Regions from separate parts of the Mus musculus genome. Here regions 2, 3, 4, 5 and 6 are each linked to region 1. Evidence: chromatin contacts called from public HiChIP or PLAC-seq and promoter capture Hi-C data. All regions are on one chromosome and are shown on one strand. The core of a region is the stretch at or near the end of the contact, and the rest is flanking DNA. Distances in the headings are between cores, read along the strand shown.

What was found. Promoter capture Hi-C pulls out the DNA fragments that hold promoters and counts their contacts. HiChIP or PLAC-seq counts read pairs in DNA pulled down with a chosen protein or histone mark.
Region 2: a contact with region 1 is called in an H3K27ac HiChIP or PLAC-seq map of SST interneurons, with 7 times the contacts expected there. The contact joins the promoter of Scfd1 here to the promoter of Foxg1 in region 1. A contact is called at or near these places in 7 of 39 promoter capture datasets (cranial neural crest, frontonasal cranial neural crest, hippocampal neurons and 3 more), 3 of 484 Hi-C or Micro-C datasets (cerebral cortex, cortical neurons and reprogramming fibroblasts) and 6 of 115 datasets of contacts at active chromatin or transcription factors (SST interneurons, VIP interneurons, embryonic forebrain and 3 more).
Region 3: an H3K27ac HiChIP or PLAC-seq map of oligodendrocyte precursor cells shows a contact between it and region 1, with 56 times the contacts expected there. The contact joins the enhancer-like site here to the promoter of Foxg1 in region 1. A contact is called at or near these places in 5 of 39 promoter capture datasets (3T3-L1-derived adipocytes, cranial neural crest, hippocampal neurons and 2 more), 7 of 115 datasets of contacts at active chromatin or transcription factors (VIP interneurons, embryonic forebrain, embryonic hindbrain and 4 more) and 2 of 9 other capture datasets (adipose tissue and liver).
Region 4: a contact with region 1 is called in a promoter capture Hi-C map of embryonic stem cells, with 9 times the contacts expected there. The contact joins the promoter of Prkd1 here to the promoter of Foxg1 in region 1. A contact is called at or near these places in 11 of 39 promoter capture datasets (the 3T3-L1 cell line, cranial neural crest, embryonic stem cells and 6 more), 13 of 484 Hi-C or Micro-C datasets (adipose-derived mesenchymal stem cells, cerebral cortex, embryonic fibroblasts and 4 more), 13 of 115 datasets of contacts at active chromatin or transcription factors (VIP interneurons, astrocytes, embryonic forebrain and 7 more) and 2 of 9 other capture datasets (embryonic stem cells and pancreatic islet).
Region 5: an H3K27ac HiChIP or PLAC-seq map of the NIH/3T3 cell line shows a contact between it and region 1, with 8 times the contacts expected there. The contact joins the enhancer-like site here to the promoter of Foxg1 in region 1. A contact is called at or near these places in 2 of 39 promoter capture datasets (embryonic stem cells and hippocampal neurons), 1 of 15 datasets of contacts at CTCF or cohesin (the NIH/3T3 cell line), 6 of 484 Hi-C or Micro-C datasets (cerebral cortex, embryonic fibroblasts, forebrain and 3 more), 4 of 115 datasets of contacts at active chromatin or transcription factors (the NIH/3T3 cell line, astrocytes, embryonic forebrain and 1 more) and 2 of 9 other capture datasets (adipose tissue and liver).
Region 6: a contact with region 1 is called in an H3K27ac HiChIP or PLAC-seq map of the NIH/3T3 cell line, with 6 times the contacts expected there. The contact joins the enhancer-like site here to the promoter of Foxg1 in region 1. A contact is called at or near these places in 5 of 39 promoter capture datasets (the 3T3-L1 cell line, cranial neural crest, hippocampal neurons and 2 more), 1 of 484 Hi-C or Micro-C datasets (adipose-derived mesenchymal stem cells), 6 of 115 datasets of contacts at active chromatin or transcription factors (the NIH/3T3 cell line, VIP interneurons, embryonic forebrain and 3 more) and 1 of 9 other capture datasets (adipose tissue).

The regions. Positions count from the first base shown.
Region 1 is chr12:49,380,133-49,385,295 of GRCm38.p6, forward strand. It overlaps Foxg1 (forkhead box G1), which reads left to right and starts at 2,875. Exons shown (of 2, transcript NM_008241.2): 1 at 2,875-3,254; 2 at 4,169-5,163. The coding sequence starts at 4,354. Gm34304 (predicted gene, 34304) reads right to left here and starts at 1,696. Exons shown (of 2, transcript NR_168648.1): 1 at 1,685-1,696.
Region 2 is chr12:51,375,259-51,380,421 of GRCm38.p6, forward strand. It overlaps Scfd1 (Sec1 family domain containing 1), which reads left to right and starts at 2,255. Exons shown (of 25, transcript NM_029825.3): 1 at 2,255-2,378. The coding sequence starts at 2,327. G2e3 (G2/M-phase specific E3 ubiquitin ligase) reads left to right here. Exons shown (of 15, transcript NM_001015099.2): 15 at 1-1,728.
Region 3 is chr12:51,080,031-51,085,193 of GRCm38.p6, forward strand. No RefSeq gene overlaps it. Among named protein-coding and RNA genes, the nearest start is that of Gm34745, 74 kb to the right of the region's middle. Within about 2 kb of position 1,996, at least 7 of the 459 cell types and tissues checked have an H3K27ac peak or open chromatin away from gene starts, as enhancers often do. A contact at or near this core is called in oligodendrocyte precursor cells, where this site is marked.
Region 4 is chr12:50,646,096-50,651,258 of GRCm38.p6, forward strand. Prkd1 (protein kinase D1) reads right to left here and starts at 3,154. Exons shown (of 19, transcript NM_008858.4): 1 at 2,621-3,154. The coding sequence starts at 2,878.
Region 5 is chr12:50,541,986-50,547,148 of GRCm38.p6, forward strand. The region is part of intron 1 of Prkd1 (protein kinase D1); the gene reads right to left. Among named protein-coding and RNA genes, the nearest start is that of Prkd1, 100 kb to the right of the region's middle. Within about 2 kb of position 3,051, at least 78 of the 459 cell types and tissues checked have an H3K27ac peak or open chromatin away from gene starts, as enhancers often do. A contact at or near this core is called in the NIH/3T3 cell line, adipose tissue, astrocytes and 6 more, where this site is marked.
Region 6 is chr12:50,512,300-50,517,462 of GRCm38.p6, forward strand. The region is part of intron 1 of Prkd1 (protein kinase D1); the gene reads right to left. Among named protein-coding and RNA genes, the nearest start is that of Prkd1, 130 kb to the right of the region's middle. Within about 2 kb of position 2,417, at least 19 of the 459 cell types and tissues checked have an H3K27ac peak or open chromatin away from gene starts, as enhancers often do. A contact at or near this core is called in the NIH/3T3 cell line and adipose-derived mesenchymal stem cells, where this site is marked.

The DNA of each region.
Region 1 (5,163 bases), core at 1,625-4,124:
TGCAACATCCATCCACCCTCAAAGATGGAATAAAAATAAGCTGCCCCCTGCTCGAATGAAGTGCGCTGTGTAAGCTTGGAGATTAATTTTAAAATTGACAAGGAATAATCTACACTTCTCCAGCAACTCTTCTGCTGAAATTGCTCGCTCTACAATTCTTGTCCTTTTTTTTTTTTGAGTGAGTAGGTAGTGGATGAGAGCTGAGGTCTACGAGGTCACCACTATGTAAACTAACAGATCACATTTACTCTGGTGTGCTCTTCTATTCATTACTTTCCTAAGACTACACATTTGCAAATTTATATGTGTGAGGTTAAATTGATTAGGAGGGAAAATTATACTGGTGGGGGGATTTGTTTCCGGTCTGAGACCACTGGCTGCCTGCCCTCTGTCTTCTGAAGGTAATCACAGCGACTAGGAGGCTGAAAACAGGGCTTTATGTGCAGAGGGAAGAGGCCCTCGGTGGACGTGGGCAGGACTTCAAATCCAATTTGCACCCAAATTGGTTGGTAGGATATACAAAGCCTCATCCAGAGACTTTCAACTTCACAATACTTTGTCCAGGAACTCCTTCCCCCTCTGCTTCAGCTAGCAGCAGATCTAAAAAGAAACCATTGCTTACACAAATATAAGCCTCTGAGTAAACAGTGCATGTTTTGTTGAACAAGCCTGATATACATATGTGTGTGCATTCTGATATATAGCCCCATCTCACCATAAAGAACAAGTAAAATTATTTAAAGGGATTCAAACTTGCTTTTTCGGGAATTGCAAATAACCTTTGCATCAGGAAACTAGTTTTAATATTATTTCAAACTATATGCTATGTTTTTACGATCAATCATCCTGCTTTGAGAGACTCGCATTCACGTAACCTTAAAATAACACAGCACACCCTTAATCTGCATGCAAAACAATTTTCAAGCCGCCATAAGCCTTGACATATAAAATCAGAGTATTGCAGCTCTCACTGTACAAAACCCAGTTTTTGCTCCTTGAAAGTAAACAGAAGAAAAAAAAAAAACCTTACTTTGCCTGCTAATTTCTTCCACGGGGTAACAAAACAATACACACTTAGCTTTAACCTAAGAAGCACCTCAAAACATTAAAAATTCATCAGTCAGAGCTGGTGTTGTATTCAAGGAACAACTCCTCCAGTTCACTGCTGAGCTCAGATTTGAATAAAATGTCCAATGTTAACAAACAATACCCACGTTTGGCACTTTGTGTATTAAATTGATCAAACAGATTTTAGGAGACACAATGCACAATTTGTACAGACCTGATTGAGTTAATATAATATCAGCAAATTTTACATCGAAATGATTCTGTTTCTTTTCTTTGTGTTTAAAACCAGCACAGATTACAAATTTTAATGATCTGAAAATGTTTGGTATACAAAATCATGCTTATTTCAGTATTAGCAAAAACACAAGAAATTTTTCAACACAAACACCCAGCTGTGTCTATTTTAAAAGCAGTTCAATGACAGCTTGCACTTATGAGCATGCAATCAGCTAATTTCGCTTTTTTTTCTTCTGTGTTAATCAACACTTTCCTTCCTGCATATCAGAGTACAAATAGTATAGTTACTCCACATCAGTAAATGTTTACGTAACCTGTCCTTTCCCAAGAATCCGGTTACACCGAATCATTTCACGCTAGACCGACTACGAAAACGTACCGGGCCGTCCACCTCTGAGGGAGCCCCGGGAGCCATTATAAGCGGTGGTGAGAAGGGGGGCTGGGGGATGGGGAGGAGTAGGTGGAGGAGTGAAGGGGAGAGGAAAGGAGGGAGGGAGAAGGGGTGGGTTAGTGAAAGGGGAAGAAGGGAGAGGGGAGGAGGAAGGAAGGCAAGCGCATTGAGGAACCACCAGGGAAAATGGGCCTGAGGAGGAGAAAAGAGTGGGAAGGGAAATGAACAAGACAACCCAGGCTCACAGATCTCTCTAGCTAGGTTGGCAAAGCTCATCACGTCGCCAGGCTCCGTGAGAAACCCCAAGCCTAGAAATCAACCTTTGGCACCAATGTGTTTTGCAAAGCTGATTGCTAGAACCCTGGCCTTTTCCGTCATGCATAGCTTGTTTTAAAGTCAGCGGATATGTAGGAAGAGATCCAAGCAGTGGAAGGATATTTGGGGACAAATAATCAAAGATCTCTTACAACACTCCAATAGATATAAAATTTGCTAGCTATTTGTAATTGTGGATAATTTTCGCTAGCGTTTCCCTCTCTTTCCCTCCCCTCTTTCTGCGCCCCATTTCAAATTTGGGGGGTGAGAACATCAGAATAACTCCCTATTATTTTGAGTATTGCATGTTTCTGGTAGATTTTAGTACCACACATAGGCCCTGTTTTTTCTCCTTCCTTTTTTTTTTTTATATCAAGACTGAGAGATCATTTAGCTAAGAGCTCATCAAAATGAATGCTGGCATGGGTAGAGTATTTTACCTTAAAGAGGAGGGGAAAGATACTCGTGACCTATGTGTCTCCACCTCCCTCTCCTCTCTGGCTACGGCCTCTGCTTACAACGTGGCGCGCTTTGAGCCAGTGAGGATTTGTGATCTGTGTGCTCCGCACTAAATTCCAATCCCTGGGAAATGCTGGGCCTTGGCCCTGGCCCTGGCCGCGATCTTTTTAAAGGCCTTGAATTACAAGCTACCCACTCGTTTCAACCTCCCCACCAAACCATCCCCCAAACCCCAGAAGCTAGGACTGTCAAATCCACCTTCCTTGGGCTCCCCAGAGCATTCCAGCAGCATCCAAGAAGGGTAAGAGCTGATTTCGCCCTACTGGTGTTTCAAGATTGAGGTTTTAAAGAGATAAAGTATTTGTGAAATGGGAAAAAGGAGCAAACATAGGATTTAAAAAAAAAAAAAACGGAAGTAGACGCCCACTCATATTTTCTTCAATGTCAAGCAAAATGAAAATATTTCCAGGATGATCGATCGCGGCTACCGGCTTCCAGTACTGCCTAGAAGCTGAAGAGGAGGTGGAGTGCCCGAGGAGACAACTGCCACCGGGTCACCCGCGCGTGAGCGCGACTCTGGGAGTGAAGCGAGACGGAGGGAGAACACACGTGTTACCTGCTTTATTTCGGGACTGTTTGGGTCTGTGCTCGCCCGGGGCAGCTCTCCGCCCGCCCGCCCGCGTGCGTGGAAGGCCTCCACAGAACGCACCCACCGCTCAGCCGCCCCCGCTCGCCGCCCTCAGCCCAGCTTCACAGCCGAGCTCGCCGCGGGCCGCAGGAAGCTGTAAGTACCGGCCTGGCCGTGGCCGCCCCCGCCCCACCTTCCAGGCCCCGTTCCCCCGATGCCCGGCTCTCCGGAGCTTGCTGGCCCGCTCGCTCCCAGGGCGCTGCCGGGGCCGCCGCGTCCCCAGGGTTCACGCCCTCTCCCGCACCCTCGCAGCTCGCCCCTCCGCCGCGCCCCCCGCCCCGCTCTTCCAGACAAAATTGGATACAAACTTTAATCAATAAGGATAAATATTGACGCGCAAAGGAAAATAATCCCATACAGGGAGGAGGCCACAGTCGAGCGGCCGCGGCCCGGGGCGCACGCCCCACGCTAATCCTGGCCGGGTGGGCGATCTCCCGCCGGTCCCCGCGGCTCCAGGCCTGGGCCCCGCCACCCGGAGGGGGCGGTGAGCGGGGGGCGGGGCCGGGGCGGGGCGGGGATGGGCGGGCCCTGGGCCCCCGATTGGTCGACGGCTAGCCAGACGCTCCTGCACGCCGGCGGCACTGATTGGTTCGGCAGTAGGAAAGGTTAAACCAAAAATTTTTTTACAGCCCTAGTGTGCGCCTGTAGCTCGGAAAATTAATTGTGGCTATAGCTGCCTCGATCGCTGTCTCCTAGCCTCGCTGCGGCCGCTCCGGGACGCGCCCGCCCGCCGCCCGGCTCTCCCCCCCTTCGGGCTGCCGCTGCTGCTGCTGTGACTGCTGCGGCGCGAGGAGGAGGAGGCAGCGGGGGAGGGGGAGGCCGGGCGCGGAACGGAGCGGGGCGCTGCACCCCGGGCGACGGGTTGCTTCTGCCTCTAGCCTCCCTCTCTCTCTCTCTCTCTCTCTCTCTCTCTCTCTCTCTCTCTCTCTCTCTCTCTCTCTATCTCCTCTCCCTCTCTCTCTCTCTCTCCCTCTCTCTTTCTCTCTCTAATTCTTGAGGGGTGGTTGCAGCTTTTGCTACATGCCTTGCCAGCGCCGGAGCCTGCGGTCCAACTGCGCTGCTGCCGGAGCGCTCAGTGCCGCCTCCGCTGCCCGCTCCCCCCGCGCCCCACTCCGAACCCGCTGGTCGCCCGCCGCGCTGCTGCCCGGCTCCCGTGCCGCCGCCGCCGCCGCCGCCGCCCCCCGACGCCTGGGTGATGCTGGACATGGGAGATAGGAAAGAGGTGAAAATGATTCCCAAGTCCTCGTTCAGCATCAACAGCCTGGTCCCCGAGGCCGTCCAGAACGACAACCACCACGCGAGCCACGGCCACCACAACAGCCACCACCCCCAGCATCACCATCATCATCACCACCACCACCACCCGCCGCCGCCCGCGCCCCAGCCGCCTCCACCGCCGCCCCAGCAGCAGCAGCAGCAGCCGCCCCCGGCCCCGCAGCCCCCGCAGGCGCGCGGCGCCCCAGCAGCCGACGACGACAAGGGTCCCCAGCCGCTCCTGCTCCCGCCCTCCACCGCCCTGGACGGGGCCAAGGCTGACGCACTTGGAGCCAAAGGCGAGCCGGGCGGCGGGCCGGCGGAGCTGGCGCCCGTCGGGCCGGACGAGAAGGAGAAGGGCGCGGGCGCCGGGGGGGAGGAGAAGAAAGGGGCGGGCGAGGGCGGCAAGGACGGGGAGGGGGGCAAGGAGGGCGACAAGAAGAACGGCAAGTACGAGAAGCCGCCGTTCAGCTACAACGCGCTCATCATGATGGCCATCAGGCAGAGTCCCGAGAAGCGCCTGACGCTCAATGGCATCTATGAGTTCATCATGAAGAACTTCCCCTACTACCGCGAGAACAAGCAGGGCTGGCAGAACTCCATCCGCCACAACCTGTCCCTCAACAAGTGCTTCGTGAAGGTACCGCGCCACTACGACGACCCGGGCAAGGGCAACTACTGGATGCTCGACCCGTCGAGCGACGACGTGTTCATCGGCGGCACGACCGGCAAGCTGCGGCGCCGCTCCACC
Region 2 (5,163 bases), core at 1,005-3,504, 2.0 Mb after region 1:
GCTTCAGGTAATGCAGTGTAAATCATTAAACACATTTAATGATGAATTATTTGAATTTATATTATCTGTAACTTGGGAAATTTTGTAGTCCTTAAAAGAGACCCAGTTTTCAAGTTCTATTTTTGACCACCTTCAAATATACTCCACTACCCACTGTATATTAGAATCTGTGTAGAAGTAGTTTATAAGTCGGCCTGTTTAAAATATATCAAAACAAATACTGCTGGGGATTTGGCCTGGTAGTAGAATGGTTTGCCTAGCTAGTATGTGGAAGGCCTTGGGTTTAATTTTAAAGTATGACCAAAACATTAAAAAAAAAAAAAAGCATGAACATTTAACAATAACATTTCTAAGTAAATGTTTTTATGCCACTAAAATGTGAAGTTGTGAAGTGTTCATATAAACTAAATAAATGTGTTGGGAATCTTGAGACAGAAAGGCAGAATAGCACTGTTCCTCAAGGAGGGAAGTCAAGGCAGGAGTCTGCTGGTGGGGGTTGATACAAAGTGATTGCTGCCTACTGCCTTGCTTTCCATGGCTTGCTCATTTGCTTTCTTACAGAAGCCAAGGCCACTAGTCCAGGGTGGCACTGCACACGGGCTGGGCCCTTCCCATTCGCCACTAATTAAGAAAATGCCTTTCAGGGTTGCTTACTTCCTGGTTTCATGGAGCCATTTTCTCAGTTGAAGTGTTCTCTGCTTGCATGTCTCTAGCTGTGTCAGGCATCTAATAAGGATGGGGTGGTCTTTTAGTGCAGATGTGTTTCTTTTCCTTTTTATTAGTATGTAATTGTTTAAAACAGGCTGTCACGACACATGCATACATGTGTGTAATGAGCTTTGGTCATACTCCCCTTCTTGCCTCATACTGAACCCCTTCCCTATTTCCAGGATTGTCTTAAACAAGTAGTCCATTTACGAGGCTGATGTTATTAAAGTGGGTAAGATCCAAAATCTTTACTCTTCTTGTCTGAGAGCTCCTTGAACTCAAGAAACAAACTGTTTTTAGCAAATTTTCTAAGATAAAACTATCCCTTGATGTTCAATTATTTAAACCAAAAAATCTGGAGTTAAACAGCTACAATAAATCTAACTCTGAAGTCATGATTTTTATTCTTATAATCAACATTAATATCATTCTTGGTCGTAGCTTTGCAGGACTGTTCTATATAGTTACTCTTCTAATGAATATATATATCTTTATGTTTACTCCCCACATTACACCATTGGACAGAAACATGCACACTGTATAAATGTCTTAGTATTTTATGATAATGTGCCTTATAGTCTTGGAAGGAGTTAGTATGGAACTTAAATGGTCAAATGACAAATTTGTACTTAAAAGTGGGGATTCTCAGGTGAGTAAGATTAAACTCACTGGAAGGTGGGAAAGCCATTCTGCTCAAGAGTCCATGGACACCAGAATTGAGATACTTCCCCTAGGGCACAAACTGGTAGTTATAGATAACCTGTTGTAACTTTATAAAAATAGGTATCTACATCTGTCAAATGTGTTTTTATTGTAAAAAAAATGCAATCTTGATTTTAAAAAATAAGATAAATTATTTGTATAATTTTGAAAGCCAAATTTTTGAAAGTATGATTTCATTTCAGAATCTGACTGCCTGAGAATTAATCCATAATGCAGTGTCATCGGTGGGTTCATTGATTGGTAATAAGTTGTCATTGTATATATTTTTGACATTAATAAAATCTATTATGAAAATGGTCGATGTGAGATTTATTTCATAATCACAGGGCTCTAAATGTACCAAACCTGGCTGTGATCATCCGGATTCTGCTCACAATCATTTGTTTTTTTAATTTGCACTACTGAGAGGAAATTCTGCCATTTGGCTTTTCTGTGATTTTATACCCTAGCAGGCCAAAGCCCTTTCCTGAAGAAATCAAACGGAATAAATTACCACGCTTGTAGTTTCCCCCCCCCCTCCCCCCCCAGAGGAAAGAGGGAAGGGACACTACTGTTATGGAAATCAAGAAAACGCAATTTCTGGCGTCTCATTTGGCCTTGTAAATTTTTATGAGGATTTAAACTTGATGAGAAGTGCACTATCAATTAGATTGTAAGCGCTCCACCACGCCCATGCCCTGAGAAGCGGTTTAAGAGTAGCGACCTCGGGAGGTTCGCCCCGATTAGTTAGAAACGCTGCTGGGAAATCTGCAAACACCAATGTCTGTGAGGAAAGGCGAGGGCTGGGACCGGGGAGGCGGGCCGGCTGCCGCCATAGCCCGCCTCCTGGTTCTGCTTCCGGCGCGGGAGGTAGGGCCACGTCATCTTCGGGCTCCCAGTGCCAGCCGGGCAGTGGATGGTGGGAAGCAAGATGGCGGCCACGGCCAGCATTCGGGAGAGGCAAACAGGTACTCGGTATTTCCTTCTCTGCAGTGTGTGCCTCAGCAGCGGCCTGTCATCATCTCTGGGTTGTTCGTACAGCTCGGAGTTGAGCTTTGAGAGCTGCTCCGTTTTGAGGTTGTGGGGAAGAGATGCCTGTAAGCTTCACAGCCTTTACCACAGGCTGCTTGCTACAGTGCTAGCTACTTATTTTTTAATTGCCGAGTTTTAGAAGGCCATCAGGGCAAGGACCAGCAGCTGGTGTTTTCTTTCCTGTCTTGTCACTTAACGAGGTCTATAGGTTTGTGTTCGTATTTCAAGTCTCCCAGGTCGGTTTGGTTTTCACTTTCAGTTTTAGGGTTTTTTTTAAAAAAACCTGTTTTTGACACTTGAGCCATGATTACAAAATCTAAGTATTCTTTTCCGAGCACCTTACTTTATGCCATCATCTTTGGACCCTTTGGGAGAAGCTGATGGAAAATGCCAGGTGATAAAGCTGGAAGAGACTTCGGAATGTCAAATCAAATTAACAGCGTCCTCTTTCAGTTGTTCCACAGATAATAATCTTAAAATATAGAACAGTTGTATCTTAAGTAGAGCATATTTGTACACCCATTTATAAAGTAAAAATTTAAAGATACATATTTCTTCCCTTGGTTTTAGTTTAGTTTTTTTTTTTTTTTTACATGTGAGATACACCTGATTTTCCTTATTTTCAGTAAACTCTAGAAACTTAATGTATGTATATTGGCCCCAGAATAATTACCTATACGTATATCATATATAATGTGATATGTATAAATCAGAACTGACTTACATATACTACTTATCTAGTAACTCCCAAAGAGAATAGAAATCGTCCATAAGCGATAAAGAACTTTAATTCTCTTGAACCTATGCTTATTTGTATGAAAAACAATTGGTTACAAGCAATACAACATAGCAATAGAATTTGAACTGTGCCTGATTCCTTCCCTTGTGTTAAAAAAAAAAAAAGATAGATTTGAATGTAGCATACTTAACAGAAAACATACTGAGTTCTACATTTCTCAGTAGGTAATTTAGTAAAACGGTAAAGCATAACTTAAAATATGGTAAGCAAATATTATTTGAGAATGCTTGATAATTAATTTTATTTGCAAGCAAACAGAAGCCCAAGTTCTCTTAGAAGTTTGGGTATAATATCTTTTTCTTTGTTTGTTTGTTTGTTTGTTTGTTATTTTTTTCTTCCGAGACAGTGTTTCTCTGTGTAGCCATGGCTGTCCTGGAACCCACTCTGTAGACAAGGCTGGCCTCGAACTCAGAAATCCGCCTGCCTCTGCCTCCCGAGTGCTGGGATTAAAGGTGTGCGCCACCATTGCCCGGCCTGGGTCCAATATCTTAATAAAACTAAATGAATTGGATTTTACTACCCATCAGTAAAACTGTCCTGATGAAAGGAAACCTTTTAAAAGTTGAATTTATGCAACAGTACATCTTTAATATTCGGACATTGTAAAACACTAAATGTTTTGTCTTTTGGTGAAAATAAACTTCATTATAGCAAGATTCCACATTATTACTGTATAGCTTGTGCTGCATCAGTTATTAAATTCATACTATACATGGATCATGCCTTATTTCCAGAAGAAAATCCTTTGTAGGAGTAACATTTCATTGATTTCTGTTGAGAATATTTAGTAACAAAAATCCTCTAATATTCTAGGTGGGAGATGCTTTGCTGCAAAGTAATTTGCAGTCAGTTTGGACGGATGAGACAATAGTCAATGCACTGTGAATTTATCATTAGTTTAGGTAGTTTCTGTTATCTCCATTTTATAGATGAAGAAACTAAAGTACAAAGGTGTTGACTAGCATGCCTGTTTCTTGGTTTGTCTCCCTGTAGTACCTCTGTCACCTCAAATGCCACCTTTGTGAAAGCTTCCTGCGTTACTTTTCTTCTCTTTCCTGTCTTCCATTCAGCAGTCAGAGCAAGCTGCTTCCTCTTGTTACTACTGAGGGTTTTGCTTGTCTGTCTCCCTTGTCTCTCAGTGTTACACAACCCAAATTCATTACTTTATCTCTTGCTGTGATTTCATCTGGCCTCTTAGCTTTCAGTATTATATATTCTGGTGTCTTGGTCTTCTGATGAAGAGACATCATGAACGTGACAACTCTTATAAAGGAAAGCATTTAACTGAGGTTTGCTTACAGTTTCAAAGGTTTAGTCCATCATCATGGTAGGGAGAGTGTTGGCCTGCAGGTAGACATTGATGCTAGAGAAGGAGCTGAGAGCTGTCTGTCCAGATCCGCAGCCAACAGGGAGAGAGTCTGGGCTTGGAAAGGGCTTTTTGAAACTTCAAAGCCCACCTCCAGTGATACACTTCCTCCAATAAGGCCACACATCCTAATGTTCTCAAATAGTGCTACTCCCTGGTGACCAAGCAGGCAGATCTTTCAGTCTGTGGGGGCCATTCTCATTCTAGCCACCACAGCTGGTGAGTCCCAGGTCTACATGGCTAGTGTAGACCTCTATTCTGAAATCAAGGCCACTTGATAGCATTAATGAAAGCTTCTTTCTTATAATTCCCCATGCAAATCTCCATGTGGTTTTTCTTTTCTTTCTTTAACTCAATTCAGATTTATCAGTAAATCATGCCAGTTTTACTCTAAAACTGTCCAGTGCCTGTTGCTATGCCCCAATCCCGTCTCCTTGAATTTCTGCAATAACTTTCTGTTTTGTTCCTTTTACAACCTTATTCCCATTCATTCACAGAATGCACCCATACTAAGCATGGCATGCATTTGTCTGAAACCTTGTAATAGCTTTTTATT
Region 3 (5,163 bases), core at 746-3,245, 1.7 Mb after region 1:
ATCGTCCACTCAGCCTCTAGGAAGGAGCAAGACCTCCGTGACACTGTTAGCTTGGGAAGTTCTCACTAGAATTCTGACCCATTGAACTCTAAGATTAAGATTTCGTTTTAAGTGGCAACATTTGAGGTGCTATATCAGTAATTTAAAATTTCAATGCAAGGACTGGAGAGATGGCTCAGCAATTAAAAACACTTGTTGTTCTTGCTGATAACCCAAGTTTGGTACTCAGTACTAACTTGACAGTTTGTAATCACCCACAACTCTAATTCCAGACGATCCGATACCTTTCTCTGGCTTTTCACAGAATGTATATGCCCCTATATACATAAATATGTAAAATAGTGATACACAAAAAATCATTTTAATGCCAATACAAAGATATAAAAGGAAACCATAAGTAGTGGAGTTACTGCACTTCCAAGCACACAGATTAAACTCCAAACAAGCATTATTTTCTTCTCAGAGTCTATTCTGTGGGAGACTCATTCACTCACCAACAATGGTAAGAAGCACATTATGTGTTCTAAACCCCATGCAGAAGGAGCTTGCCGAATTCCCATTCTCATCAAAACATACATTGTTTTACATTCTTGAGGCGAGTTCCCACTTTCTGTTTATACAATACTCAAGTAGATTTTTGTTTTCCTCACTGAGTTCACCTCAAGCCCCCGGTACATCAAACACTTCAACAGAGCATCATATCTTTGACCTGCTTGCTTGTGTTTTGATAAAATTCAGAGTGGAAGCTATTATTTCTGTTTGACTTTGAGTTCAGGAGGCAGGTGACGATTGTACTGGATGCTACCCACAGGCGGCTCCTAATGCATCTCGCTTGTAAACACCCCAAACCCAGGCCAAAAAAAAAAACACTATGACTGCACATGGCTGCCAAGCAGAGAGACTCACCCAGCCTTTGGGGGACATTAGATGGGGAGATAGAAACCAACAGAGGCAGGGAATTGTCACCGGAGGAGAGGGCTGAGGGGAGAAGGATACTGGAGTATACGAATGGAATTGTTGCCATCCTCCTTAAAATTGTGATAGGTGAAGACACTAAAAGAAAATGTTTGTTTTGCTAACTTCACATTCACAAAATTGTATTTATCTAATCAACTGAAGGTACTAAGGCTACCACAGAGAGGACAGGTTTCTTTGACTAATCCTTTGAACAAAATCTTTTTTGATCAAGAGACATAGAAGGGCTTCTAGGTAGCTGAACGCCACAGACTGACTCCCCTGGCAGGATGAAAGCAATTCTGCTTCTCCAGCTCAGAAATAAAATCTGCTCTCCAAAAGTGAGACCCTCACCCTACCTAGATAAGGATCGGTAACTGCCAGAGGGCACCCCAAAAAGCACATTCTCGCTAGGAGGAGACCAGTTCCATGCTGTTCCATTGTATTTGGGCTCTGATTACACATGGGGTATGGACAAAAAGCATGGCACCTGTTTGAAGAGGACGGGACCCTCAGCAAAGAAGTGCCAGTCTCACAAAGTCATGCTTGCCCCATGACCATCACATCCCTCCTAGGAAAGTCCAGCTTTGCTGGCAGGGAACGAATGGAGGTGTTCCAATCTGGAACAAGTTCTTAAAGCATCTGTTAGGCTGCTGGAGCTCTTCTTGTTGATCCCTTTCCTTGTCTGTGTGTAAACATCTGTGTGATTGTTTTTTTTTAAAAAAAATGTTTTTAATTGATGTCAGACCATACATCCAACAACAAGACTAACATTGTACAGTTTGGGCTCCTATCCTTCTCCTTCACCAGCTGGCAGAGCTTGAAGACTGTTTATTCCACGGCTTAGCTTCCCTTTATCTTTCATGTCCCAGAATGTCAAAGGTTGTAAATTTAATATTGATTTCATAAAGTAGTTTTACTCTAACATGTCAGTTACGATTAACTTCATGCTGGAGGAAGCTTAGCCACTGATCTGGATTCGCACGCAATGTGGCGCCCCGGCTCTCAAGCTCTCTGGATGAATGCTTTATTTATTAGCTTGCACAGTCTTTTGTTGAGGCCAGCACAGACCCCCGCCCCCAGCCTTCTCTTTGCTCCAAGCCTCCAGCACCTGGCTCTTACATTAAGCTTGAAAACCTAAGTAGATCAGGGAGACGTATCATTTGCTGGCATGTCAACAGACAGAAGAGTTTATAGATCACATTATACCCTAGTGGATAGAATCAGAGCTGGAGGAATGAGAAGTCTTCCTTGAGTTTCAACCCCCCCCCCTTTTCAGGCTCCCAGTGCCCCTGTGAGCTGCCATAAGAATAGAGGCTATCACTATATCAACACGTATAAAAGATGACATTTATTGAACATGTTCTATGGACTGACCATTTAATTCATATCAAGCACAGTAATAAATACTTAATCCTGAATCTGCTGTATGAATCAAATGTTTATTAATTACCATCATTTGTTATTGTTAATACTGCTGGGCCCATTTTGCTGATGGAACAACTAAGAAAATCTCAGATCACAAGCCAAAGGAATTGAATCCCAAACTGTATGAGCCCCAGAGTTCAGATCCTAACCCACAATGCCAGGATGAACATTCTATCAGAAAACTGAGAAATGCTTTTTTTTTTTTTTTTTTTTTTTTTTTTTTTTTTTTTTTTTGCTCTACTCCTGCCAAGACAACATCTTTTACCTAAATTATCAACCCCTGTTTCTTGATTGTATCTTCTGATCCAAACTGGCCTAGAGTGAAATTCATCCCTGGATTCCATTGTTCTCTCTTAGTAGGAGAGCAGTGGGCACAGTTATCCCCTCTCCTTCCTCACATTGGATGAGAAAGCTTGGGGTGCTTCCACTCTTTGGCAGGAATCCCTTCCCGAAGCCCCGTGCCCATGCTTCTCTTCAGCAGCTGCATTTCAAGTGCCAGTGTTGGTAGCCCCACCTTCCAAGTTGAGGAAATGGACCACAGCCCTCTCACCTTCTCAGCCTTCCCTAACCACAGAGGCTAGGACCCCAGTGCTAACATCACTGTATTGGACGTTCTATCTCTTGTTTGATATGTGTTCTTTGTGTTTGTCTGTGTCCCTGAGTCCTCCTCCTCTATGGCTATTTTCAAAGCACAAACAGACCAGACAAAGTGTCTGCCTAGGTTGGCCTTTCCATTCCCTCTTCCTGTGTCTTAGCAAGGAAGGCAAAGGTTAGAGCGGATTAAAGACTGTGCAAATTCTTTGTCATGTCTTGTCTTGAGGTGGGAGCTAAGAGCTGAGGAGAAGGTTTTATGACTAGCATGAGGACTTTGATTCTCAGCAACCATGTAGGAAGATGCTGGGCATCACCCTGTGCACACCTGTAATTCCAGACCTATGGAGAGAGAGATGGGAAGATCAATGGGGCTTGCTGACTGTTAGCCTAGTAAGAGACTCTTTCTCAAGGACATAAGCAGAAAGCGATAGAATGCCTGATATCTTCCTTTGGCTTCCACACATGGGTTCACATACTTCCACACACGTGTGCCTATGCAGCACAAACACATGCTACACACACATGCATACATACCCAACCACCCCACAAAACAAAGTGTGGGACTTCTGTTTTCTCTCTTTGAATCTGGTTGGGTTCTGGCACTGACCAATACAATTCACTGGAAGTGATGGTGAGCCCATTTCTGGGCATAGACCCATAAGATATATAAAATGCTAGCAGTACCCACTCCACCTGCATACCACATTTTCTAGACCACAGGCAAGGTCTTGAGACTACGTGGAGAAGAAAGGAGCTCACCTGAGCCTACCTTGAGTAAAGCTGTCCAGATCAGAACAGATACCAGACAAAGGCTGAAGACTGACAATTAAGTCATACAAAACAGAATCGCCTGCCTCCTGGCCCACAAGGTTGTAAGGTCTAATAGAATAGTGGCTGTTACACGGTAGTGATTATAGCAGTAGGTACATTGCTTACAAGGGATCACTTCAAATTTCATGGCTCCTGGACTTACTGTGCGACTTCTTAGCAAGTCTGTTTCTATTCACCACAGAGAGAGGGTTATGACAGACCAAGGAAATAATTCCACCCAAGTTCAACTTAGTGAACAATAAGTTTAGCAGAACTAGTTACTGGAGTGTGGGAGAGGGGTTACTTACAGTAACATGGATAACACATTTTGTATAATTGTCCCACAAAGCTGTATTGAACCATATAGTATTAAATATTAAATATGATTTCAAAGCCTTAATCAGTTTAGGTCCATTTTAGTCTGCCAGATGCTGATGTTCAATGTAGTTTTTGCCTGTTCAGATAAAGAAAGTGGTGCTCAATTTCAGAATGTGTTGTATCTTTTATCGGATGTATACATTCCATGTAACAGAAAGGGCAACCATGAAATAGAGATTCCCCAAGGAAGATTATGGCAGGAAAGAGCATAATGCATATAGAGATTTCGGCCTCCGTGACAGCCCATAATATTCCTTCACAAAAATAAGATCAATTTGGAGATTGGAGATGACTCACTGTACAAGCCTGGGAACTTGAGTTTTACCCACACCAACAGCTGGACACATCTGTAATGCCACTGTTGGAGAGACTGAAGCAGGATCCCTGGAGCTCACTTCCAAGCCAGTAAACCTTGAGTAAACCTTGTTCTCAAAAGCAAGGTAAAAAGCTGAGGTTGGCCTCATGCACCTGCACACATATGCACACACACATGCACACACACACACATACACACACACACACATTCATATACACACAGAAGTACAATAAACAGAAAGCGTCATGAGATAGGATAACAGATGTGAAGGCATATCCATCAGAGGACATTTGCAGTTTAATTTCTTTTTTTTTTCAAATTTTTATTAGGTATTTTCTTTATTTACATTTCAAATGCTTTCCTGAAAGTCCACTATACCCTCCGCAACCCCTGCTCCCCTACCCACCCACTCCCACTTCTTGGCCCTGGTGTTCTCCTGTACTGGGGCATATAAAGTTTGCAAGACCAAGGGGCCTCTTTTCCCAATGATGGCAGAATAGGCCATCTTTTGCTGCATATGCAGGTAGAGACACGAGCTCTGGGGGTACTGGTTAGTTCATAATGTTGTTCCACCTATAGGGTTGCAGACCCCTTCAGCTCCTTGGGTACTTTCTCTAGCTCCTCCACTGGGGGCCCTGTGTTCCATTCAATAGCTGACTGTGAGCATCCACTTCTGTGTTTGT
Region 4 (5,163 bases), core at 1,904-4,403, 1.3 Mb after region 1:
AATAAGAAGGACTATAAAATCAAGAGAACCTTCTGTTGAAAAGCCTCTATGTATTTATGTATGTCTCTCTCTCTCTCTCTCTCTCTCTCTCTCTCTCTCTCTCTCTCTCTCGTCATTCTTCCTCGTAGTTAATGTCTTCAGGAAGCATAAGAGAAAGCATGAGACAAAGGATAAAAGCCCCCCCCCAACTTCCTTACCTCCACATTTGCAAGCTGCCCACTACTGCAGTCACAGCACAAGAATTCTGTCTTGGCAAATAACATATCCCAAAATAGATGCAGAAGATACATAGATAACAAAATGACGCACAGGTAGATAACAGGCGATTGATAGTTACATGATTGATAGAGATAGCCAGAGAGATGATAGATGAGGAGGAGGACAAATACAGATAATAGGTTATTGATATCTAGAACGACAGATAATAGAATAACTGACAAGGCACACTGTCTAGACCCGTGACTTAGGGACTTATAATATTTGCTAAAATTCACATTTCAAAATAACTCAACTTGCCATACCCATAAAAACAAAAGGATATGGCTGTCCCAGGAAAACTTTTCAAACTTTTCTTTTGGTGAAGAACTGCATAATAAGCAGGATACATACAGGATTCCCTTAGAACACACAGTGGGGCTGGCTCCCTGCTCTCCAGCCTTCCTCCAGCTCCTCCCCTCATCCCCACCCCCAGATCTTGGCTCAGGTCTACACAGCACAACACTTGACTGCATTCCAGTTTTCTTTCTGCCATTACATTTTGGCCATTCTAAAACACCCTCCACAAAGCTAATGTGGATCTCAGATACGTGCGGTATGGATATCTCTCTTTTGAGAAGATTACCGAGTTTTCGGTTTTTTTGTTTTTTTACAATGTAAGTTCCTAATCATCTCAAGACTTTTTTTCCTAAGTGAACCTTCTGTGTATCTACTACTGAGGCTGTCCCAGCCTGCTTTGCCCTGCATGTCCTCTTGCTTGCACTTCTCCTGGGTACTGATAACACTCCCAGGCAGCAACCCAGAGTCAACTGTAAAATTCACTGTATCCAAACCCCAACCCAAACCTCTTGAATCATATTCCCCACTCAAAACCTCAAGGACAGACCAGAAACACAGAAACACACAGAGTTTAAGCAGGTCAAAACAAAGTTTGTATTAACTTAGCCCTTTTGGGATATTCTAACACTACACCATCTTCTTTAGAACTTACAGTTAGATTGTTGTTATAGTACCGAAGGGACTTTCTGAATAATTTCATTACATGTGTTGTGTATGCCTGTGTGGCAGTGCTTTTTAATTAATTAATCCATATCATAACAGAAATATTTGAAGGCTATACAGTGAGGCAGTCAGAGCCTAGAATACTTGCATAATTCACCATCCTGGGGGAGGGGGCGGCTGGATTCAGTACTTCAAGGGAACTACAAAGAGTTCAATTATATAACGAAAAAATATCACTCCCTTTAATTAACAAAACTTCAAGGCACTCACTGTTACTTGAGTCTGACCTCTAGAATTTTCACTTCCTGCATTAGTGGGTGCTTCCCCAGAGCAACTCCCTAGACCTCTGTACTCAGCACCACTATTTACACCGCTCAAAAAGCGTAAGACACGTTGTTCCAAACAGTTTAAGAAAATCCGCTCTTGACTGTTCATTAAAGGGTGAGAACTAGCCAGTCAGCCCTCCAGAGTTGAAAGTCAGCACCTTTAGCTAACTCCTCTATCTCTCTCTCCTCCCCCAGAACCCTGGCAGTCCATACTGTGAAGGAGTGGCACCAAGGGCCCTTCCCCCTTACATGAAGCATCCTTCTGGATGGCTGTGGAGATAACCTAACTTCAAAAGTGCACTGGAAACAATGATGGGTGGCCTAGCCCAGCTTTATGGGCCTCTCCCCAGCCAGTCTTTGATGACCACTATCCAAAGTCCCATAGCCTCAAACTTAAGAGCAAAGCCAGCACTGGATGTTCTTGGAACCACAGACCTTCTCACTACTCCAGTCTCCCAAGATCAGTGCATGGAAATTTAAGCCAAAAAACGCTGTAAATTTCAGGTTTTATTGTTGGAAAATGTTTCTAAGCTCGCACAGTGGTAGTACTAAATCCAGGGCGGACTTGGGTAGTGGTACCAACTCCTCGGTTGTTTTCACAGCTGGCTTAATCAATCACCCTTTCTTAAAAGCACTATTGGCAGGTGAGAAATTCCTGGCGTCCAGGTCACACCCGGAACTCCTCAGCATCAATTAGAGCTGAAAGAGGATGTAGTGGAAGGGAGTGGGGCTGAAAAAGCTCTGGGCTGTCCCAAGGGATCTCTGGCGCTGGAAAGCGGATCTGGTACCAGGTAGGCTCTGGTCCAGGGAAAAAGAGTCAGGACAGCCAGGAAACCTCAAGAATACGCCGGAGCGCGAGGAGAAAAGTGCAAGATTCCTTGAACTGTCATCGCAAGAAGGGAGGTAAAGGAGGTGAGAAGGCAGGCGTGCCAGAGAAGGAGCAGGAGGTCAGCCCCCAGGAAGACTGCGCGGCAGGCAGAGCAGTGCCTGGGGCTAGGGCATGCAGTCCGGCCACAGCCAGGCTGTACGGCGCAGGCGAGGTCGGCTGCAAAGTTGGTGGACCCGGGGCACCTTACCTTCTGGTCCACGATGGAACAAGCCATCTCCCGGACATGCGCCAGGCTGTAGTCGCCAGAGGAGTCCTGCAGGAGCAGCACCGGCTCGCGGCTCAGGCCGATCTGCAGATGGAACGAGATGCCCCCCGCCGGGGCGGCCCCAGGCGCCGGGAAGGGCGCGGGCCCGGAGCCTGGGACCAGCGCAGCGGCGGCAGCAGCCACGGCGGCCGCGGCGGGCAGGAGCGGGCTAGGCGGTCGCAGCAGCGGAGGGACGCTCATCGCGCCAGTGAGCCCCAAAGTTTGGCGGACGTGGGGCGCGGCGCCGCTGCCTGCGGCGGCGGAGAAGAACCACCAAACTTTCCGGGAAAGTCCGCGCGCGGGGACAGGGCGCGCGACCGGAGCTGGTGAGGGCGGGAGCCGCGAAGATGGCCGAGCGGAGCCGGGGCCGGCGGGCGGGCAGGCGAGCAGGCGGGCGCGCGGCAGCGCGGGGGAGGCGCCCAGCTACTGCGGCCGCGGCGCGCTCCGCTCCGGGGACCACGGCGGGTCCGCGCGACCGGCGCCGGCGGGGCGGGGCGGGGCGAGGGCGGCGCCGCGGAGCCGACGAGGGGAACCGGAGCCCGACGGGGAGCCGCCCCCTGCGCGCAGCAGCCGCCCCAGCCCACTCGGCGGACTCTAAAGCCGCGGACCCGCCCATTCAGGGCAGTCCTGACCACCCCCTTCCAAGCGCCCGCACAGGAGTGGACCGGGAAACGCCAGCCTGGTAGAGCCCACCTAACGGGGGACTCCCTCTGGGAGCCCTCGAGTTTGTTAAAGGGCCAGTCAGCTGACCTCTTTAAAACCGTGTCTCTCTTGTAATAGCGGAGTCTGTATCCTTTCCATCAACCCCACCTGCTCCACCCACCGCCTTCTTAAGGGTCTAAATAGGGTTCTTGCTTTCTACTTTGTTTTGTGTTTGGAACTTCTGTGTTTCAGCCTCTTCAAAACTGTCAACCTTAACCTGGCTTTCTAGGAGCAATTCCAGCCCCACACCCACAGCACTAATTTTGATCTGATTATACTGGTGGCTGGGCAAAAAGAGGTGCTTCAGAGACAGTAGAGCCTGACTATATTTCTGTCCTTTCTATCGGGATGGGTTCTTTGCATCTGTAGATGTACAGGGACCCTATTTGGTTTAACAGGCTGCAATGATTGTTATCAGAGGCCTTCTGATAATTCTTAGTAAATTCTGAACAGGCTCCATCTTGGCAGCGCTTCTTCTCACTTTAGTTTCCCCAATGTGTCCTCTTACATGCACAAGCACACAAACCATTTTTGCATATTTTCGTTTGCAGTGTGTTAATTTTGTTTTGTTTTGGTTGGTTTGCTTGTTTGTCTGTTTTTGATTAATGGTTCTCTTCTGGACCAGAACATTGAGATGTGGTTTTCTACAGAGTTGTGTTGTATGTCAGTAATGGAATCTTGAAATTCCCACCTACATATAGTCAATTCACTATTCTAGAAAACTCTCTAAATTAATGGTACAAACGACTATTTGAGTAGACTGGATAGGGGTGTCGTTCCTAAGTTTACAGACTGCTTTAAAGGAACTAGTTTTACCTAAGCCATCTGTGCTTTCTAGCTATCATAGCTCTGAACACAGGACTTCTGTCCCAGAGTCTGCGGGCACTAGCTATCCACTTATGAAGTCAGACTATGTTCTTGCCATAACTGATTACATTGAAAATATAAAAGTAAGACAGTAAATGAAGTTAGTTCTGACAGCAACAATTGCCATAAATAACAGTAACACAGTGGTTAACAGCAGTAACCATGATCAAGAACATGAGGCTCAACACTTTGACCAGTGAAGAAAACAAATCTTTCCTGGGGTGTTTCCATTTGAGCCAAGGACTGGTTGATGGGAAGGACTGGTCTTAAGACAAGCTTAGGTAATGGTCTTCAAGTCATATAGCATGCAAAAGACCCCAAGAGAGGGCTTACTGCACTTGCTTAAGGCACAGAAGAAATGAGGCTGGAGGGCAAATAGGAACCAGTTCTTCAAAGCTGTGCTAAATTGTTTGTGGTTTATTCTCAATGCACCACTGAACCACTGGGAGGATTTCAACAAGCCAGTAGATGTGATTAACATGTTTTGAAGGAACATTCTTTGACTGTTATGCAGGAAGCAAATCGCAAGCGAAAGGAATAAAAGCAGGGGCAGTAGGTTAGGGACCCTAGCTGTTGCCCCTCCCTCTACAGGATCATCATGATGGTAGTGGAGGTGCTGAGAAACAAGAGGCTAGAGTTCTTAATGTGGAGGCAGGATGGAGACCCTGCTGTTTACGCAGATTCTCCAATGGTAGGGAAATAGAAGTGTCACCAAGGACTCTATGGTTTTTTGAGAAATGTGTGTGATTCTCTGCTGCTAATAATTGAGACAGAAAACAGAAAAGAAGCAGGTTGGGGAGAAGGACGATTCATTCTCTAAGCATTTCGTTTGAAATGACACTAAACAGTCAAATGGTAATAACCAGAACAGGAATTATGAGCCCCATATTCAAGGAACAGAAGTGGGTCAAGACTAC
Region 5 (5,163 bases), core at 1,801-4,300, 1.2 Mb after region 1:
ACAAGGTAACAGAGTATCTATCACCTTTAGGATCACACTGTTAGAATGGAAAATGATGTAAAGGAAAACTGTAACTCAGTCCATCGGAACTTTGTAGACTGGAGTCCGAAGAATCCATTGGTGGTTATATCACATTATCAAAGGAAAAATCCCTATCAGGTGAACTGAGACAGCGAGGTTTTCCCATAACCTGGATAGCATATCTGTCAAGATTAAACAGTTCCTTAAGTTTCGGTTCTGAGGCAATTGGGAATCCTTCCATTTCTGACTCTACTCAGCGGAGATCTTCTTACACAGAGACAATTCCCTAGGAAATATTAACCAGCATCACTATGAACTGCGCAGGATGCACTCTGGTCCATGTTTATGATTCATGATAACTCAGAACGGATAGGAAACATTTTTTCCCTGAAGCTTAAAATCTGAGCACTAGAAATTACAGCTATAGGAACCAGACTATACATAACTGCCATTTTTATGTACCTCTGAAAAACATTGCTCTTTGAATCAAACTTGAGGGTTGAAAGATAAAAGGGCTCAGAGGCTTCAGGAAATCAATGGAGCATAAAGAAATGGGCAGAAATATGGACATAACATTCCAGGTGGAGAAAGGCATAGGTGAATGCCCAAAGACTAGGAATACACAAATACAGAAACTGACGACAATATCATGACATACCAAGTAAACATACAAGAATATATTAAAGGTTAACCATAATAATTTTGAAAGATATTAAATGACCAAACTAGAAGTTTACTGGCAATAGGAAGAAGCCACTAGACTATTCCTGCTTTTGCTTTGTTTTATTTCTGGTCCTCTGAAGTGGCATAATTAGATTATTAAGATGGATAGTTGAAGTGGTGCCTAGTCAAGAGAACTTACTGCAATAGTCTAAACAGGCAGTCACAGAATGCTGAAAAGGAACAAGCAGTTTGATGATGAACTCTGAAGAAGTAAATGTGACATTTGAAGAGAGGGCAATCATGAGGATTGTCTGGTCTCTTGGTTAGACCTATATGCAGGTTAATTTTATTTGTGAAATTGACAAACCTAGGACTACTTGGGAAGATATTCTAAATGAAGAATTGCTTGGATCAGGTTCATATAAGCATGTTTGAAATGGCTAGTCTTTAATGATAAATTGATGTAGGTAGGAAGACCCAGCCTATTGTGGACAGTACCATTCCTTGGGCATGTGGTCCTGTCCTGAGCAATGTAAGAAAAAAGAAAGCTAGCCAAAAGCCAGGAAGCAAGCAAGCACGTCTGGCTCCATTCATCTATTTATCTGCTTTTTACTATGGATCTGACTGTTTTCTTAAATTTCTGCTCCAACTTCCCCAAAATGATGGGCTTTAACTTGGAATTGTAAGACCAATAACCCCTTGTCTTTCAACAACTGAGATACTCAACACAGCAACAGAAAGTACAACTTGAACTCAGAGCACCTGGAAAGCTTGCTGGAGGTTAGCCACTCAGAACACAAAGGTGTTTTGTGTTTTAATTACTGACCTGCTGTTTTATAACTTTCACACATCATTTTATATTAATTATTTTCATTTCTAAATATCATTTTTAACATCTGCCCTGGGGTTAAAAATGTTCCTGCAACCCATAAATAACCAGACAAATGCCAGAAGCAAGAGAACTATCTAGAAACATGTTAGGAAAGGTCAAAGAGAAAGTTCTTCAACTAATATGCCTGACTCTTGTCTTCTAACATGGACAACAAGATCTCAGAAGCAACTCAACTCTTCTGTATGCTGTTACCTTGAAAACGTGTGCAACGTCTCCTTTCTAGAGCCTTATTTCAGCAAAGCAATAGTTAGGGAACAACAAAGACATGAACTTCTCAGCAAGGGCTGCCCCCGGAGTACAGGAAGCCTAAGGTGCCTTTGTGTTACTTTCTTCACTTAGAATCCCAACTAAGAAAATGTCTCCTGATGTTTAAAACAGTTGCCACAGCAACAAAGTGAACAGTTAAAAGGCAATGAACTTAATCAATGCAAGTCATTGTTGGAAAGATTATCCCTCGAGACAAATCTCTCACTGCTAAGATTATTGCTATTTATCTGAAGTGTTTTCTGAAAAGGTAAGAATGAGTGACTGGGGGCTCCCAATCAATGAGATGGTGTCTTTTTTACTTTCAATGAGCTAAACCTCCCAGTAGACCAGAGTTGCACTTTTAATCATGGTGTTAATCGATAACAATTACACCCAGGAGAACGCCAACGGGAGTTTTCCAGAAAAATCTCATAGGGCTTAAAGTGCTACACTTGTAGAAACAGTCGATATCATGTTTTAAAACAGAATTCGGGTTGGCTCTTCCCATTTCCCTAGGGCAAAACTACATTGCTGCAGACACAGACTGGAGCGAAAACAATGTTCTTTGTAGACCTTCTGTGCTTCATAATCACCTGGAGATTTTATGTAAATACAGACTCTTAGTCAGTTAATCTGAGATGTGGCCCTTGATCTGGATTCCCACAACCCCCTAGGTGATGTCTGTCATTAGTCAGCAGACCATGCCTGAGGTAGCAAGATTTAACTGCACTAGATTAGTCAGAAGAAAAAGAAAAGTCCGACACAGTGGCTGATGGGGTGTTTACGAAAGTAGGAGTTAAGAAAGAAGAAAACAGTAATACTAGACTTAGCTCAAAGAGTACTGTTGTCTGACAATGTCCAAGAATCCTAGCTGTCGTCTGGAATAGGAATGGATGTTGTGGAGAGAAGAATGGCAATAGTGATCATGTAACTGAACCAAACTCAAGGAATAAGAATAGTTTCCAGGTGTCAGTTCCCATGTGCAGGGCACTGTTCTAAACAAAATATGCAGAGTAAGGAATTTCTCCCAAGAAGCTTTGCTAAGTAGGATTTTTACCATCATCCTCATGCTATGGATGTGGAGGAAGGAGGAATCCAGGGAGTTAAATCCCTTGTCTGAGGTCAGAGAGTTGTTAAGTTCCTAACTGAAGAAGCAAGGGCTTGTCCTGTCAGTCCGCCTCAGAGCAAAGGCTCTGACTCTGAGACAGGGGCACCGTGCATATTAACAGGAAATGTGACTCACCAGTAGGTGATGTAAGCCCTGCAAACTGCCAACGAGGGGGACTAAGCAATGGGGAGGTGAAAGGAAAGGGATCAGGCCGGACAAGCCAGGGAATGGAAAAATTTGAAAATGGAAGGAACATTTTGGGATCATAATGGATTCCGAGGTAAAGTCACAGCAGCCAGCCATGCTTGTGACCGTGTGGAAAGAAAACCAATCAGCCTGGCAAATAAACACCAGGAAAGAAAGGCCAAGTCAGTCAAGAAATGGCACCAACTGCTGGGGACACAGTCTATCTGCCTGCAATACAAAGAAAAGGAAAAAACACAAACTCTCAAGGACAACAGAATCGTGATTATTCTCACATTAATCACCCAGTTTACAGATTATCGGGGCCCCTTGCTGGGCCTCCTTCTTCTTCCTACAGGATTGATTGGACATTTTGCTTCTAATTAGCAACTTTACAAAGTAAGTAGGAGCAAGGGTGACAATCAAATCAGTTTATTTTGCTCTTGCTTGGGGAGCTAACAATAGGTTTGGGAGAAGGAGGTTAGGCTAGGAAAGGAAAGATGCAAATACATTCTCATTAATCCCATGTTCAGGGGCTTCCTTTCCCTGGCCCTCGGGCCTCTGCAGGAGGAAGCGCACGGAGAGGGGACAGTCTGAACTCTGCAGTCTGTGCCAGAGGGCAGCCAAGGAACTCTTCCTGCAGGGAACATGCAGGTCAGGGCCAAGGACAAACAAAGGGGTCTGCTTAGATGTGTGCTGGGAAGCTGCTGTTCAAATTGTTAGATGGGCCTGAAACAAAAACCTGATCTTGGGAACTTCGGGGATCCCAGCGCAACTTATATGCAGGTACCCAAGGCAAATGGGACAGTACAGGAAAAAGAGAGACACCAGCTGAAGACAAGGTAATGCCTTCATGAGGCAAGAGACACTCGGGTGTTTGGATGTTTTCCTAGAGCCACGAGAAAATACGTGTTTCAGAGACACCTTTTGGGCACTAATATTGAAACGTGGTCATCGAACCTTCTCATTTTTTCACCATGCCCTCAGCAACTCTGCATGGGTCTAAGGTGAAGCCGTCTAAATGGATGATGCTAGGACTTCAGCCTGTGTTGGCATATTTTCAAGTCTGTTAATTTTATCTAAATGTTTTCCATTAGCACAGGCCTTTAACTAAAAGCCATTCATTGTTTCAAGACACAAATCATATCTCTTTAAATTCCAAATGAAAGTAATTCAGGCCTACTTATAATTGGATTTCAACAGATACATATACACATGTTTCGCACTCTCAATGTTATTTAGAATACATCTCACTAGGTCTTACTGTGTTGATATTAGCATGGTACTCAAGGAAATGCTTCCAGGTGGCAGGCACCTGTTCTAGCTTTGAAACTTCAATCCCCAAACCTCCAGCCAGACACCAAGATGCGGTTGCTCAACAAACTATCTCTCTCACCAGCTAGTAGTTTTGGCAGAGCATTTGGAACTGGCTATAGCCAGCTGGGCATTTTGCCATTTCCTTGAGGCAAAATTAAAGTGGAAGATGCAAGGGTTTTATTGTAATTTTCCACCACATATTTATATCATTATGGGTTTTGTGCTGGTCTATTCCCCACACAGTCGCACTGAATATCTTCTCATTATATCACTGAGATTTGAGGCAAATATAGGATGATGCAATGAAAACAAGCGGGCACTGTGTATAGAGGATGATTGCTGAAGATAACGCCATGCCGAAAGGAAAGTGCCACAGAATTTGCAGGGCCTCTTATTCAAAACAAAGCAGGGAAAAAGTACGATTAAAGGTACTAAAAACCAAGATTTTTTTTTGTCTGCAGTTTCTTCTGAATGGTATTCTTTCTTAGCTACTTATGAACCAGGAGGCCTGCAGTATTAAGTGAAGACCTTCTGAGTGTCTAACCTGCTGCAAAACCATACTGGGAACAAAGGGTGGTACCCTTGTTAACTGTTGTACTGTTGCTGCACCTACCGGCCCCCAAGACAGCATGGTCTGAGATATACCTACTAGGGAGACACATAGGTCCACAGCCCTAACCCACAGGCAGGCAAGGGTCTCTGAGGAGGACCCCTATGAAAGGACTCGTAGAAA
Region 6 (5,163 bases), core at 1,167-3,666, 1.1 Mb after region 1:
TCATTGATCACTCAGCACATCTTCACTTAGTTTAAAATCTATCCAGAACAAGATAGTCTGATACTAATTTCACACATAATTAACTCTTCTAGATATCCAATGACCCACTTTATGATGTGGAGAGTGTTGAATAATACCAACACATCTCATCAATTTATGACTTTTTTTGTGAAATCTTGTTTAGGGGTCTATGGTTTAGGTTCACCATTTCTCTAAGATATTTCCTGTTTTAATTCCATAACATCCAATTGCCAATAGATGGCATATAATTCTTCAAGTTTTTATGTTTTAAAATTATAGTAGATTGTACTCACATGCACTGTGTTCTCTCACGGCATATTATTACTAGCAATGGGTTCCTCAAAGAGAGCATCAAAATGTTTTCTTATCCATAATGAAATTAACAACTATAATTTCAAAGATAGACCTATATTATACTGTACTATATAGTATTTGTACTGTTGGGTATTTCAAAATATGTATGTAGAACTACAAAGATAACTCAGTGGATAAAGTACACACTACACAAGCCAGAAGACCAAAGTTGGATCCCTAGCACCCACAGAAAAGCTAGCCACAGATGCACACATCTATAACCTGTGTGCTACATGGCAAGAAACAGAAGATCCTGGTGGCCAATCAGCAAGCCAATCCAGCAAAAATGGTAGCTACAGATTCAGTGAGAGGTCCAGTCTCAAAAACTAACAAGGCAGAAAAAGACAGAGGAAAACAGTTGATGGTGGTCTCTAGTTTTGACACAATCAAACAAAGAGGAGCATGCTTACACACACATATAGCATACATGCACGCACACGCACACACACACACATACATGCAAAATGTATAAAATATATTTATATCACCATAACTAGAATGGTTATTCTCAATTATCAAAGTGATGTGAACTAAAATCATCTAAAAAATGGGCCTGGCCTAGATCACTCATATGTGAGATTGTCCTGATAAGGTTAATTGAAGCACATAGGAATACCACTAGCTGCGTGGTCATCCTAAACAGGGGGGAAAAAAAGAGTAAGTGAACAGAGCATGGTATCTTCAAACTGTGATCCAAAATAAACACTCCCTAAAGTTGCTTTGGGTCACGCAAGTACAATGTGGGTCAGGTTCCTTACCCACACTAATTCAAAATAGGTGGCTCTCTGTAAAGCTGTTAGTAGTACAAGACTTGCCTTCCAGTATAGTTTATGATTATTCAGCTTCATCAAAGTCACCTTTTAATGAGACAGAGTGATAGATCAAAATTAATAGCTAAAGAAAATCTTAAACCTCTAAGCCTTTACCCACAATGCAATATTAATGTCTTCCTGCCACAAATAAGGGTATCATAGAAAAATATGTATGTAGATGGCAGAGCTCACTAGAACGGTGAACCATCCAAACAACATAAATATACTAACATTAATACTAGAAAAATGGGTTTAGGATTACAATAAAAGAAATGGAAATATCAGAGTCTACTGCACTACCAATTGAATTATTTATTTCTCTTTGTGGCCTGGAGCAAGGGTTACTAGGTCAGACTTCATGATCAGGGTCCTGCAGAGGTATCATCAATATTACAACAAATATAAATACGGGGAGGGAAGCCCCCAAGCAGGATCTATTTGTTCTAGTAAAACAAATGGATAAAGACACATCTGCAGTGCTAGGAACGGTTAAGTTTACTGTATCTCAAAATCAAACACAGCCATGCTGAGTGAGCTGGTTGTACACTGCAGGACATAATCATGATTACATAGAAAAATGTGTCTTTCCAATGAACTGATACCTTCCCCATGGTGACGAGCATTTGTTGCCACAATGGAATACCACTTCTCTTTGGGAAAATGGCACTTCACGTTTTCATAGATAAAATTACCACTCCATCTCTCACTCATTAAATATACAAAAACATTACAGTAAGAGAAAAAAAATCCTTCTTACAACAAAAGGACAACAGAGGACAATCTGACCCTGAACAGAGAACAGAATCTGGAACTCTGTTGTACATCTATTCCTGAATTGTGTCACACGGGAGCATTAGGAAGGGTACAGACTGCACTTTTGATCCCTCTCTTGGTAGCCTTGAAACCTGTCGTTGTCATGTGAACAACATGCCGCATACAAACATACAGGTCATAAATGGTTCTTTCTTCCAGAACTATCAGTCGGTGTAGCAAAGAAGTCATGTTCAGCAACATCTTTGTTTCCTACTCATCCTGCATTTTAACACAGACAAAACTATCAGTCAGTAGATATTTTAGAACTATACTCCCTTGTTCTCATTAGGGATTAGTGTGTGTGTGTGTTTAAAAAATGAACAAAATTATTCCGAGCTGCAATTGGTTACATGGAATGCACAATGAAGAAGCACTCTACATTTTTTTGTTGTGACTTGGAAAGGGCACATTACATGCCTTTCATATTACTTACGTTCATACTGCTCAGCTGTTAAACACTGACCAACCCCCTGCTGAGGTTGATGTACTTCAGCCAGAGAGGATGGAAGCTGCCAGAAGGGTGATCTTTCCATCTCTCCTGCTGCCAGTCATACATTCCAGATATCAATTACCATAATCTCAAATGTTGAAATCATAAAATGTCTAAAGAACTGATTCCCAAAATAGTAAACTCAAGAGATGAAAGTTTTCTCACAAAACATTGAAACCTGTACCTTGAAAACTATGATACACTATGAGAAGAAACCGAAGAGAGAAAATGATAGTAGTGGAGTAGAAAGGAGAGGAGTCTTGAACCCCCAAACAAAAACAAACAAACAAATAAACAAAAGAGCACCGATTTCCTGAACCAGTGAATAAAAATGATTCACACCCGCTGAGCATCTAAGCCTCAGACGAGTGAGTGCCATGTTAGAAGCTTTGCCAGCCTAACAATGAACGCCAAGTGGTAAAGGGTCCTTGTTAGGAATGGAACAGTAAAGAGGCATTTATACTTACCACCAAATTGAAAAGAAAAAACAGCTTGTGTTTCGGTTTGCTACTGATATTGCATTTCAAACAGACCTCTAGTTGTTATTTTAAGCCAAAGGCGTACAGAACATGTTCCTATATAAGATCTGTAAATACAACAATTGACTTGTTCATTCATGGTATTAATGACTGGAAAGGGTAAGCCATTTTATAAATGCTTGTGTGAGGATTTGGCCTATTTCACAGAATAAAACAGATATCATCTGAACAGGCAAACCATGAGAACAGGATGGGAACTGGGTACCACCAAGGCTTGAAAAGAGGAATTTTAAGGAGTCCTGAAAGTTGGGATTTTTTCCATTGACCCAATGAGTTTGGTAGAAGATTCCAATAAGAGAATTGAAAATTTGATTTGGCAGTGTTAAAAATTCCATTTTAAAAACGCATAATTGCTCTATGTTGGACTTAGCCCAACTTGTGAAATTCTAGGGATTTTTAATCAGTTAAAACCACATCTTTCTAAAGAAATCCCTGAAGTCACCTAAAGGTCAAATGGTTTCATGAATAGTAAGATAACTAGAGCAGTGGTGTGCCTTGTGCATCAGAGTTTCCAGCAGGTCACTGGGCTGCATCTGAGTGCAGGTGCATGCAGGTCCCGAAGAATGGAGTGCCTCGGCAACTATCTGTGCATACCCATAACTGCGGGAACCCCTTACTCCGAATTTGGCTCTCTAGCTCATACAGCCTCAGCTTCAAGGGGAATTTCAGTTTTCTAGAATTTAGGCTTTATATCATAGCTTCAGCATTCAGAATTATGATTGAAGAGTTTTAGAATTTTAGGGTCCTCACAAATTTTTATCTTTGGGTATTGCAATAAGTGGAGTATAGATGCTTGGATTCTCTTTCTGAACTGTGTCACAGAATTCAGTTATCAATTATAAAAACTAAGAGAATGCTGCTTAATTCTCATGGGAAAGAAAGAATGAGAAAGGAGGCAGCATCCTTTATAAACCCAAATTTTTACAAGTCTACCCTGAGTCTACAACCATGTGTTCTTATTATATTGGTCTTTTCTGAAATGTCACCAATCAGATAGGTATTAAGGAACACTTTCCAAATTCACCTTTGTGGGTCCCTGGTCACTAACTTAGTACATATGGCTGAAAAATAACAAAACATGGTGTTCAACTTCTTTTTTAATTGTACATATCAATAAACTTAAAAGTAGGTTTCTGATTTTGACTTTTTTCTATTTAGATAGACAAAGCTTCTCTCAAAAGCCATCCGTTACTAAATGAAAATCTCAGTGTCAGACAAGGGATGCACCCCGATGAGTTCTTAGTCTGGAAAGCCCCACAGGCTTCCAATACAACATTGGCTATTGCCATGGCTCTTTGTTGCCAACCAGAACATGATGGTATGAGCTGTGTTTGCATACAAAACACAGAGAAATCAAGCTAGAAACTTCCTATGTGATGGTCAGATTCTGTGCTCTAGAAGATTATATGCATATTTATGGAGAAAAGCCATCAATACTCTGCATGCTAAAATACAGACCTGGATACGATGTTCTCATTGGTAAAATAGTTGTATAAGCAACCAATTTCTGATCAGATTGGAGGCCTGTTCACAGAGGGGAAACATAGCTTTTCCTGTATACCTGTTAGGAGCCTGTAGCTGGGGAGAACAGAGAATAGAGGGGAAACCTACTATTAGTGTATTGCTACATGGAAATCTTATTAAACTGATTTCTTATATCCATTGGTTATATATGAATGTTGCTTCCAAAGTCCCTGAGAAAATCTCATAGATAATGGAGAGATTCTTAGCTGGTTAAAATTGCCAAAAATAACTGACAGTCAAGAGCTCAGTCCTAACTCGGATATCAATACCAGCATCTCCAAGTCTCAGGGTTCATCATACGAGAGGAAGGAGAATGGCCTTTAATACCTGGAGGTTATGTATTATGTAACATAAAGATGTCTCCAGGCTATGACACAGCCACTGCACTCAAGAAATCACTGCAGCTGCTTTGCCTGCAATGTATCTGCCCAGGATTGACAGCCTGGGTGCCAATAGCAAGGTGCAGGAAGCCTCACTATTCTGTTTGGAATTATTGACAGTTACCTGTTGCTGAGTGGTAAGATGCCATCTCATCCTTGGAGTATCTACTGAAACGTAGCCCATGTTCAATAAATGACCTATCTGTACGAGTACAGCCAAAGCTTAAAGA